Regions from separate parts of the Mus musculus genome. Here region 2 is linked to region 1. The links are chromatin contacts, called in public Micro-C maps. All regions are on one chromosome and are shown on one strand. Each heading gives the region's core, a stretch centred on a gene start, on an enhancer-like site or on the middle of the called end of the contact. The rest is flanking DNA. Distances are from core to core; before and after follow the strand shown.

The links. Hi-C and Micro-C count contacts between places; a contact is called where the count stands out from the background.
Region 2: a contact with region 1 is called in a Micro-C map of granulosa cells, with 2.8 times the contacts expected there. The contact joins two enhancer-like sites. A contact is called at or near these places in 6 of 484 Hi-C or Micro-C datasets (the 63-12 cell line, the HPC-7 cell line, granulosa cells and 3 more).

Annotation. Positions count from the first base shown.
Region 1 is chr16:55,275,550-55,281,478 of GRCm38.p6, reverse strand. The region is part of intron 2 of Zpld1 (zona pellucida like domain containing 1); the gene reads left to right. Among named protein-coding and RNA genes, the nearest start is that of Zpld1, 4.7 kb to the left of the region's middle. Within about 2 kb of position 2,583, at least 5 of the 459 cell types and tissues checked have an H3K27ac peak or open chromatin away from gene starts, as enhancers often do. A contact at or near this core is called in granulosa cells, where this site is marked.
Region 2 is chr16:55,449,458-55,455,386 of GRCm38.p6, reverse strand. It overlaps Gm45968 (a long non-coding RNA gene), which reads left to right. Exons shown (of 6, transcript XR_001782016.2): 3 at 1,321-1,434; 4 at 4,942-5,044. Among named protein-coding and RNA genes, the nearest start is that of Mir5118, 42 kb to the left of the region's middle. Within about 2 kb of position 2,751, at least 1 of the 459 cell types and tissues checked has an H3K27ac peak or open chromatin away from gene starts, as enhancers often do. A contact at or near this core is called in granulosa cells, where this site is marked.

The sequences.
Region 1 (5,929 bases), core at 1,334-3,833:
ACCATTAGGGTCATTAGAAGAGATTGATAATACCTTCTGTTATCTAAAAACCTATAAAAAGCAAGTAGTACTTGCTTGCAAGAAACTCCCATTGTTGACCAATTTACCAGATTTATGCATTGTCTTCCTGGATTTAAGCTGAGAAGTAAACTAGCTCAAAACTATAAATTAGGGTTGATTTGTTTGCTGTGTTTTGTTTTTACTGCAAAAATGGTTGAGCTGGGAAGTAGATATTGTAACCTTGCCAAGATGCAGCAAAAGAAAGCCTTAAGCTGAAGTTTTACAAACTTAGGGTGATTCTTCATTGTTATTAGCTGTCTAAGGTGATCTCAAGTGGGAAATTATATAGCATGGCAACTTCCATTTCTTCAGTGATGAGGAAAAGAGCTACCTTAGTCAGTAGCCCATCAACTCTGTCAGCTCAACACTACTCTTCCAAATGCTGAAGGCAAATTATGCTGAGGCTAATGACCAGTGCCCTTCACCAAGGCTCACAAAAATTAATAGCAAAGAAATAGAAATATACTTATTGAATTAAAATTTCTTAGAAATATATTGCATCCTAAAGTCTAGATTTAAAACTTATGTGTACATAGTCATATACTAATTGCTTTTTATCATCTCAGTCAAGTCCAACATATTAAAGCCAGATAGGAAATGTTTTATAGTCTGTAAATATCTGTCTCTACTACCCTTATCGGTCACTATAACTCAAAGATAACCATAGAAACTAGTGTATACAAATAAGCTGTGTTCCAGCAACAGTGTATTATAAACACGTGTAGCTTTAAATTTTTAAATGAAATGTTATTGTTTTACTTCTTTTAAACATTTAAAACTCTGGAAATTACTCAGGTCACAGATCTTATAAAATGTAGTTTATGGGCAAAATTTGGTCACAGTTGAGTGAGTCTTTGGTTTAAAAATTAACTGTCTAGAACTTACAAATTATATACTAATATGATGAACTGCAAAATATAAAATTATGCATGAATGTCTTTAAAATGTTTTAGAAAAATAACACTTAAAATGGAACCTAATAAAAGAACCTCAAAACTGCCAAGCCCCAAGGACACTTAAGCTGAAACTAGATTTCTGTGATCAGTTAGTGATTTCTGTCACCATGTGTGTAAAATGTTACCCAGACTCTAATATCTAAGCGACATTTTTTATTTTTACTTTCTCTAAATGAGAGCTGAGAAAAGATGCAAAAAAAAAAAAAAATCAGTGGCTTTATTGTTTACAAAGTTAAGAGTCTATAGAATGAGGCGGGTGTGAAGCTTTCGCTGGCATTACCCTCATTAATGTAAAATTGCTTCATTCATCAGAGAAGAATGATGCCCACTTGGTATTTTATTTTAGGATGTAAGGTTTGTTAAATGTACTTATCTTAGACATAGCCAGTCACATCCCCACCCATGTCTCAGCTAAGCACTTTATCATTGTGCCACAGGACAGAAATATTGATGTTTCAGGAACTGTACTTTCATGTTAAATCATCTTTCATTAGATAGAAAATATTAAGTTGTTCAAAACAAATCATGGCCAACTTTTCTATTTCAAATGTAAGTAATAGAAAATCACACATGGTAAGTTATAACAATTTTTTTAACTTTAGGTATTGTATTCCTTGATGGATTTTTAAATTATTTATTGAATTTATTTATATTTAAAACTCATGTGTATTTGTGCTCATAGATTTAAATTCTGACATACAGAAAAAACTCTAAACAGAAATTTATTTTGAATAAACTTTAAAATTGCAGTGCAATTATATGTTTCTAGTTTCTAAAATCCTTGGATTATCAAGTCCACCAAAATAAATGACATCATTATTAAAAGCAAGAAAGATTTAGTAAGAAATTGTGCTATTTATATTTAGGGTTCTTTCAGCTAATAAATATTGATATTGTTTATGAGGCACAAAAATACTAGCTGAAGAAATTTTTTAAGTGAATCAATTAATCAAGTACATACCCTAAATATACTAGTTGAGTATTTTTTAAAAATGAGGTTAATTTATCAACTAAATTTGAGTAGTTTTAATTCATGAGTTTTACATAGACATAATTTTAAATCAATTTGCACACCACAAATCCTATTTCTCTTTCCTTTTTTGTATTAAAGGCATATTATCTCAATATAAATCACTTCTAGTTATTGGTGAGATGATTGGGTTTTAATTTGATTAATGTTTAGATGAAATTGAAAATTTTAATTCCATTAGTCATGGAATAACTAAACACTAAAGTACTTTCTTGACAAGGACTAACTGTTGATTCATTCAATTTTTCACATTTTCTTTGATTAAAAGATAATCATTCATTAACAAACAGTTTATGAGAGTCTGTAGCTGATCTTGTCCTCTGCTAGATTCTAACTCACGAAGATGAAAGCATGTTTTCATTCTTAAGTAACTTACAGATTTGTTAGAAGTGAAAACAAAGGTCAGCACACAAGGGTGACATTTGTCAGGAGGAGATGGTTGGTAATGACTGGAGAGCTTTTGAGGGTCAAAGCTTGAGTAGGGGAGTGAACCTAGCAGACTATGGCTTAAAGCCAAGGTCTCTGTTTAACATACCACAGCAAAGAATTACCAATAACACCGACTTCAGGAGATTGTGAGCCCAGTGTGGTACAGTTTCAGGGCTACTATTATACAACGGGACACAAGCTTCTCCAGGAACACAGAGAAAAACACGATCTGCTTTAGAATGAGAAGGGGATGCACTAGTGGAGAAATGTCTCGAAAGAAGTGTTAGCTGTAAAAAGACTCTTGAAAAGCAGAATAGAAAGAGAGATTCATGTGGAGTGAGCTGGTAGTATCTGTTTTCCTGACTTCATACAGAGGAACCAAAATGAGCTAGGATAAAGATATGCAAAATAACTTCTTATCTTGGGCAGTTGTAAGAATCTTTGAATAGACGGATAGGTGGAGGGAAACAGAAATCTGGATTTGCTCAAGTAAGAACTGATTTATTTAGCCATATCACAGAGTCACAGAATTGGAGCTTTTTTTCTGAACAATGTCAGAAAGACAGATGTCAGTGACAAACTTGACATCATCAGGCAGACGACAATAGGCTTTATGAGCCTTGGTGGGAATTGTTAGGGATCTGAAGGAAACAAAAACATTTAGTATTTATGTTGGAAACAAACCCCGGGTGAAAATTCTCTCTACTGTTCCGTTATAAATATGATTTTGATTCAACAGCTTTTACTTTTTGTCAGAAGTATACCAAAGATGTGAAAATTGATTCCTAGTATTTTCATTAGTGTGTCTGCTGCTGATTGGTTGATTCCGGCAGGCTAGAGCCGCAGAGTTGAGGTGATAGAGAACACTGTCCTTTCCTTCCTTCCTTCCTTCCTTCCTTCCTTCCTTCCTTCCTTCCTTCCTTCCTTCCTTCCTTCCTTCCTCCCTCCCTCCCTCCCTCCCTCCCTCCCTCCCTCCCTTCCTCTCTCTGTCTCTGTCTCTGTCTCTGTCTCTGTCTCTGTCTCTGTCTCTCTCTCTCTCTCTCTCTCTCTCTCTTTCTTTCTTTCTCTCTCTCTCTTTCTTTCTATTAGATATTTCTTCATTTACATTTCAAATGCTATCCTGAAGGTCCCCTATACCCTCCCCCCTGCCCTGCTCCCCTACCCACCCACTCCCACTTCTTGGCACTAGCGTTCCTCTGTACTGGGGTTCAGAGTCTAACTATGTGGGTAAAAATAAAGCTTATTTACCAACAAAACAAAACAGAAAACTGGAGGCTAGAGAGATGACTCAGCGGTTAACACAGACTGCTCTTTCAGAGGGCCTGGGTTCAGTGGGGCAGTGAACTGTGCCAGGAAACTTGGTCAGGTTGAGTGAGTTCAGAAACATCGGCCCTCATCTGAGGACTGTCAGAGTTTCCTTGCTTCCCTACCAGATTCCTGGCCTGGAACACATGACCACAGTCCCCACATAGGGATGTGACCAATGGTCATGCAGCCCAGAACAGAGTTCTCCATGCTAAGGAGGTATCTAGATGGGCCCCAAGGGTTTAAGCCAATGAGCTCCCCTTCCTGGCCATTCCTTCTTGCAAAAGGAATTTAATCTATGGTCCACCCTGGGGAAGTTGTATGCACCCGTTTTTCACAACAACCAATAAACAGTTTGGAACCAAAAACTGTCTCTTTCATCAAGAACTGCCTTGGGGAGCATGGAGGAAGCCTTTGTTTATAGAGAGCCATGGTGGCTGAGTCTCCCACAGAAGGCCTCTCCTTGCTCTTTGACAATCGAGGATGAGCTAAGCTGGAGTTTGCCCTCCCTCTGGTCCTGGTGTTTTCTTAGCAGAACTGAGGCCCCCCACCATTCCCAACTCCTCCATGTGGTTTCCAGCTGTGTGTTTCTCACTCAGACTGAAGCCCACTTCTTAAGCTGTGTTTTCCCATCCGGTGAGCATTGTATTGGTACTTCCTGCACACCCAGCACCCGACGCAGGGTAAATGCAGTCTAGTGTTCCATGTAGTGTTCTTCGGCTCAGCAGAGTTTCTTCCCACACCCCGGAGGCAAGGCTGAACCGGAACCTTAGGGTTCAATTTCCAGAACGGACATGGTGGTTAATGGCCATCTATAAACCCAGTTCCAGGGAATCCAATGCCTTCTTTTCATCTCTATGAGCACTCGTGCACTATACATATGCATAATGCAGGAAAAATGTTAATGTCCATAAAAATAAAAAGAAATCTCAAAAACCTTCAAATAATTCAAATTAGAGAAAGAGAATCTCGATTCTAGAGAAACCCATTCCTCTATTTCAGTGGTTCTCAACCCTGGAAGCTTGCTAGGACCACTGGGAGAGAGATACAGAAATCTTTATTTCTTAAAATTATCTTTGAATTTAAAAAATGTATGTTTTTGTGTGTGTGCACACGTGCACGTACACACGTGTGCATGCATGTGTATGTAACATGCACATTTAGAGGCCATAGGAACATGTCCAGTATGTTCGTGTATCATCTTTTTGCTTATTTTTAAAATTAGTTTATTATTTAATAATTTCTTACATTTATAAAATACATTCTGAATACATTCATCCCTCCATCTTGTTTTACCCTTTTCTCTCTCCCCCTTATTTTTGATAATGAATGAATCTGAAGTTCATATTTTGGGTTAGACTGGCTGGTCATTGAGTTTCTGGATTTTTGCCTGTCTCTGAACCCCTAGTCCTGGGATTAAAGCCATAAGCAGGCATGCCTTGGTTGTATAGGGGGTCAGGAGATTTGAACTCAGGTCCTCTTGCTTTCACAGGAAGTGCTCTTACTCACCAAGTCGTCTCTCCAGTCTCTCTCTCTCTCTCTCTCTCTCTCTCTCTCACACACACACACACACACACACACACACACACACACACACACACACACACTGAATAAATGTAATGAAAACGTTAAATTGCAGGGGCTCTGAGTCCAACACTTAAGCACAGTAGATCTCAGTTTCTTTCCTGCTCACCATTTCATCACACGTATGTTACAGTGCTGCTCATCATTTCATCCCATGTATGCTATGGTGCTGCTCGCAAACAACTAAAGTTGGAATTTTAGAAGTACTTTGGTAACTGATTCTTACTTCTCATCAATCAGATTATTCATAGAAAACCTGCATTAGTCACTTGCCACCAATTGCTATGACTAACAGGTAAAGGTGGTTTGTTTGGCCCCCTGGCAATATTCAAAGGGAGGTCACAAAATGTATTATCTCCCCTGAAACAACTTAACAAGTAATATAAGAACCCAGGAACAATAATGAGCACAGGACTAAATATGCATTTTAGGCAATATAAAATATGAGTACAAATTACCAGTGGCCTATTTTATTTTGTGAATATTGTTTCCTGAAGCCATTCAAGAAAAAAAAAAAAAACAACACCAAAATTGTCATAGGAAAGAGACATTAAATAGATATATG
Region 2 (5,929 bases), core at 1,502-4,001, 170 kb before region 1:
CTTGGTTCTATACTATTATATTTTTTTATGTGACTGATCATTCCTTCAAGTCCTGTCACATGCATTAATTTATAAACCGCCATATCTCAGTTACTTCTCTGCAAAGTGAAGTTGAAGGTACTAATTCTCCTTTCAAAGATATTGTTAAGAAAAAATGGTTAAATGATTATGAATATCCATTAATTTTAAGTGTCCTCTATGTCCTTAACAACAAAGATTAATTCACTTAATTTTTTTTTTCCATGTGTGAAATTTCTTTTAAGGTGGAAGCCAATTCTAAATATAAGAATGAAACATGTGATAGGGGACATTGTCACTACTAACTTGTTTACTTTTATGATGCTTGGGAAAATCATTGACCTTCCTCCTGACGCCGTACAACTGGGCTACTAATGAAACATGTGTAGGCACACGACCCCTATGTTAGTGTTTTTACCTCCACGCATACCATATACCTTCCAATGTTTCTTTACCAGTGAGATGTGAAAAACTGAAAAAGAAATTGTACTATTATTGCAGTGGTTCAGCATCCTAGACAGATGAACAGCATCCCATTCTCATATCTATCTTGGACCTATGGGAAAGCCCGTGATGCTTCATCTCTTCATGCGTCTATGGCTGTGCTTAGTTTGACTTTGACACTGGGATTTAGCCCACTGGCCATTGCTGTCACAGCAGTCTGTCTGTCCACTGGGGCATATCCAAGTTGCCACACTTGCATTCCTTCCAAAGTCCTTGGATCTTTCATTAAGCAGGAGGATATGGTGGTGACATCTGTGGAGTGAGCATTCCAGGTCTACTGAAGGGAGAAAGCTCAGCTTGTGGCGATTCCCATCATGAGCTGCATACCCACTAGGCCCTGGCTTGTTGTGAGGAGTAGAAAAAAATCCATAAGTCAAAACACTTTTAAACTAGTATATGATAAAGAGGTGACATTGACTGAGGGTCTCATATCCATGATAGTCTACTGACCTCTCTGTTTAGACTTTATTAGTGAAACAGAAACAACCTTACTTATTCATCCAACATTAACATTGCCCTCTCTTCCTCTCCCTAGCACTCCAGATGTTAGCTTTGGTTTGGAAGATTTCAGGGCACTCCAAGGAAAAGCTTAGATAGAAAGTGGGGAGAATTAATATATATATACACACCTGTATTATAGCTTGTGAAATGGAAAATTTGAGGAGAATCTTCTTGAGTTCCATAGAGAAATGGCAGACTATTCATTTTGCCAAAACGAAAATCCAGTCTAGACACACATTTTGGATGCTTTCTCTGAAGTTTGCAATTCCTTTACTTTTTTTTTTTTTTTTTTTGCAGAAGGGGGAAAGACAGCATGCTGTATGCAATATCTGAACCACAGAGGGAATCATAAATAGAACTTAAATGTTTTTCTTTTGATGGCATCTTCTGGAGACATTTGGAAAGAGTCAAGTAGGTTGAAAAGAACCGACACTTCTTGAAGAGCACAGAAAGATACAAGCCCCATTGTGTAAATTCTTGAGGGATTCAGACTCAATCAGGAGGACCATGTTTTACCATGCTAAAAGTTAATTTATTTTTGTGTTAAGTACTATGTTAATATAGAGAAACAAAAGTGTTAAGAACCATGAGGTCTTTGGACTCAAAATGAGCTCAAAACATACCCCGGGTTTTGTCCTTCATTGTAATATATATCAGAAGGTTTAAAATATTGGATATAATTTTGACTTTTAAGATTTTGTGTAGCTTTGGGCTTCTGAGAATCTACTGAAAAAATCTTCTTTGTATCCTATCCTAGTAAATTTCTCCTGACTTATCTGTCATCTGTTTCATATAAATGAGGCTGTACTGATGGCTAGCACACTAGGGCTGGCTGTTACTTGCTTTAAGAATGGTGTGGGAGAGCAAGGTGTCTAGACTTCTGAAGCTGATTGTTAAGGTTTGCACCTTAATGAGACAGATGGGTTCTTTCCCCATCAATTGGTCTCAGCTATTCGTCTCTAGCTTCTTCCTGGGTATTTGCTGAGAACTACTCCCTTCTTTTTTCTTAATCCAAGCCAATTCCTTGAGTTTTGTATCATGGTGGGAAGAGGAGAAGTAGGAAGGCGATGCTTTCCCAAAAGGGGGTGTCTTTTTATTTTAAAAATTAAATGTCTTTTAAATTTAAGTAAGAAGTAGAAGATAAGCAAACGTGAACTAGGGGCCAGAACTGTGACTAACAATCAGCCTTCCTTTCTCATTCATCCACATGAGATCTGCCTTTCAAGGGAATCTTTTCTTACTTTCAGAATCCTCTTCATATTATTCATTATTCATACTGTTCATTACTCTGTGACTAGCGTGATCCATATTCTTGATCTCTCGCAGGTGTGAATTGAAGTAGCTATTATTTCAAAGAAAACATGTAGGGTGAGGACATCATATTCTTGTCCTCTCTTACTGCATGCTGCAGTCATGGGCTAAATCCCCTTGGATGCTAAGTACTACTGAAGCAGAGAGTGTCTTCAAAGGCATGGATTTATGCAGTCCTCATGCATTTTACTAAGAACAAGTGGCCTTCAGTGTGTGTTAAACAACACAGCACCATGCAACTGAAGGCAGCCCCTTTCAGATTCAAACACAATCTTTGTGTTTTAAGTTTGATTCCTCAGTTTTGCCTTGTCTTGCTGGAAATAGCAAGCACATTTTTGGGCTAGACATGTTTCTTCTATCTTCAGGCAACTGTTTTGACTTCAGGAAAACAAAATTAGATAAATTCCAAGAAAGGGATGAGCAATTCTAACAGGCTCAACGTTCTTTTGTGATGAGATTAAAGCATTAATCATACTATTATCTGGTATTTTGAGCTTTGCTGAAGTTGCTGGAGGTCAGTAGGAATTAATTTCAATTAAAGGACTTTTTTCTCTGGGATCTCTGACTGTTTTGGATTGAAGGAAGATGGAGGCTACTAACACGGTCTTGCTACTCTAATTGCAGCTTCTTTCCAGTTTTGCTAAGAAGCTGTAGAAAAGGTCACTTCAGATTTTAAAGGATTGAGTGCATCATTGTCTGAGTATCACTAATGCAGACAATTACCATTTTAGATTATCATAAGGTCCAAGGGCTGACATTTTGTTTAATCCTTGCTATTTAATTATATTAGTGGCATTTGATAATAACCCCTGGCAGCTCCCTAGTGTGGTTGGGAGTTTTAAGTTACAAAGTTTAACATTTTTTGACATAAAGAGCATGAGAATCAATACACATGTCAGTTTAAAAAAAAAAGGGTTAAAAACCCAAACTAGTTCCTAGTAATTTGGTTAGGAAAGACAAAACGCAGTGGATACTAGCAGTGTTTGCTTGACATACTGCTCAATATGGTGGTTTGTTCACATTTAAAACGTTAGAAGAAGTCCAGCGGATTGAGTTTGGCAGGTAAACTAATTCTGCTAAGTGGTGGACATGGGCAGGTTAATTGCTGTAGTTTCAAGATAACCTCTTTTTTTATATTCTTATTTATTTATTTATTTTTATTTTTTAACTATGCTTCCTTACCTGGTGCATTGATTAAAAAACAAAATTTCAGTGTTCTTCCTGCCTTTAGAGAGCTACCTTTCATCACTAAGGGAATATTGGATAATTATTCTGTTTTTGGTACTTTTCACGAGTTCCTCAAATGTCCTTCCTGGGCAGTGAGATGAAAGCTTGCTGTCCTGTTGCCAGCTGTTCTGCCTGTTTGTGCATACCATTAAAATACTTAGTGGGCTGGCTTATTTATTTGGAAAAAGAAGAAAGATGATTCAGTTGAAAGTTTCTGTTTATTCCACCAAGGGGCTTTGGTTAAAAAAAAAAGGGGGGGCCTTAAGCCTACTGTGGAGGCATCTATTTTATTATGGTGAGGGAGAATCTATTAGCATACACTTCAAATGTTGCTTTATTTTTCTGAATATGAAAGTAATGAGTGCTTGTCATGTAAAATATGAGTTGGAAGGGAAAGAATAATGGATTAAAATGTGATTATATGAAGAAAACCATTAATATTTTACTTATTTAGCTAGTTTTTTTTTGTGCAATCTGTTCATATACAGGTATTGTTCTATGTGTTCAGATATCTTTTTTAGTTCACCCCAGTAAGCTAAGAATGACTCTCCGAGGACTCAGATTTCCAACATACACTTGAGTTCTCTTGAGCAAGTCTTCTGTAGTTTACTTGGCTATACCCAGGCTTTTGAATATTTTAAAAGTTTTCATTTTCCTCTATTGTTTTAGTAGAGCTTTCTCATGGGACTTTTGGAAGAAATTGTGATGGTTTGAGTGAGAAAAGCCTTTACAGGCTCATCTGTCTGAGTACGTGGTCTCCAGGAGGTGGGATTATTGCTGAGCTATTAGGAAGTATAGCTTTGTTGGAGGAGGTCTGTCACTGGGGGTGAGCTCTGAGGTTTCAAAAAGACTCCAATCATACCTAGTTTCTCTCTCTGCATCCTCCTTGTGGGTTAAGACATGAGTTGTCAGCCAATCCTGCTGCCATGCCTTTGTTCTGCTATCATGACCATTAGCCCGTTAAAACTGTAGGTCAATTAGACACTTTCTATTATAAGCCTTGGTCATAGTGTTTTGTTTTGTTTTGTTTTTGTCACAGCAATAGTGAAGTAATTAAGCAGAAGGCATTTTAATATTTTACACTTTTTTACTTTGAAAAAATGCTTTTTAATGTTTTTTATGACTTTTCACTGGATGGCATCTTTAGTCAAATTGACATTACAGAGGGAAATGGAAGTTTTGGCGGATGCAGTAAGGTATAAAAGATGACATGTCATAGGTAACATCAGAAAACACATCATATTTTGAGATCACTAAAAGCCATTGTGTTAGTCTTAATCCTTTTAGAACGTCAAGAGCATAGAGCTTATACTCTGAATATTTGGGGAATTTAGAGGCAATTTCTTCATCTGCTGTGGCTCTCTTCACCTTTTCTTCAAGGATACGAATCACATGTGCCTGCTCGTCACCCAGCTTCTGATAATTTAATGAAGTTGTCATGGGGAGCCTGCTTGTGAGTCAATCTGAGACTTACACCTCAGGGGTAAGGAGCTATGAGACACTGGGGTGAGGGGACAAAGGAGAAATCACAAAAGATAACCTGAACCCCTGGAGTTGTTCAGAAATGAGTATGTGACAGTTTCTCATGTTAGCCACACGTTAGTAGACCCAAGAAAGCTTTGTCCTATATCCTGTCCTACAACATTATTTGACAGTGCAGCAGATCCCTGGAGGGTAGAAAACAATGAGCGTCATCCAGCAGGAAAGGCCGATTTGTTACTGCTGAGGACTTTGTAGGTGTGCAAAATTTTATGAACAGCAAAGCAGAGAGAGAAGAGGTATGATGGGGTGAGAGAAAGCACTGTCAATTTTGGATGCATTAAGATGTCAGTACCTGGGAAACAGACCGATTGAAATGCCTCATAGGCAGTGTGGTACACAGGTTAGGGCTAAGAGAAACCGTGCTAGGCATATGAATACTGGCACAATCACACAGAAATGGGCTTTGGAGGGTGAGGGGTTCTAAAGAAAATAGAGAGGTAAGAGGAGGAGGGCAGTAGGATCATGAATTGACTCAGCCTGGAAGAGGCTGGGAGACTAGCAAAGGTATTAAGGATAAAAAGAGGACCCTAAGTAAAGCAGTTTGAGTAACATCATGAGAGGCGAGGCCAAAGAGAATTAGAAGTGGCTGATATGAAGGTCACAGAAAGTGCATTTTATAATTAACTTGTGTTAGGTAAGTAGTGAGACACAGGTGATTATATGTAGCTAAGCCCCACTGCCATTCAAAAGCGAGGGACGTTAATGCGACACACTGGATAGTAAAGAAGTAAGAAAGCCTGTAAAGGCCATTCTTTGCAGGGTCTCAGCTGTAAAAGAATGGGGAAAATATGAGGGAGAGAGACACTTAAATGATCGAAGGGGTGAC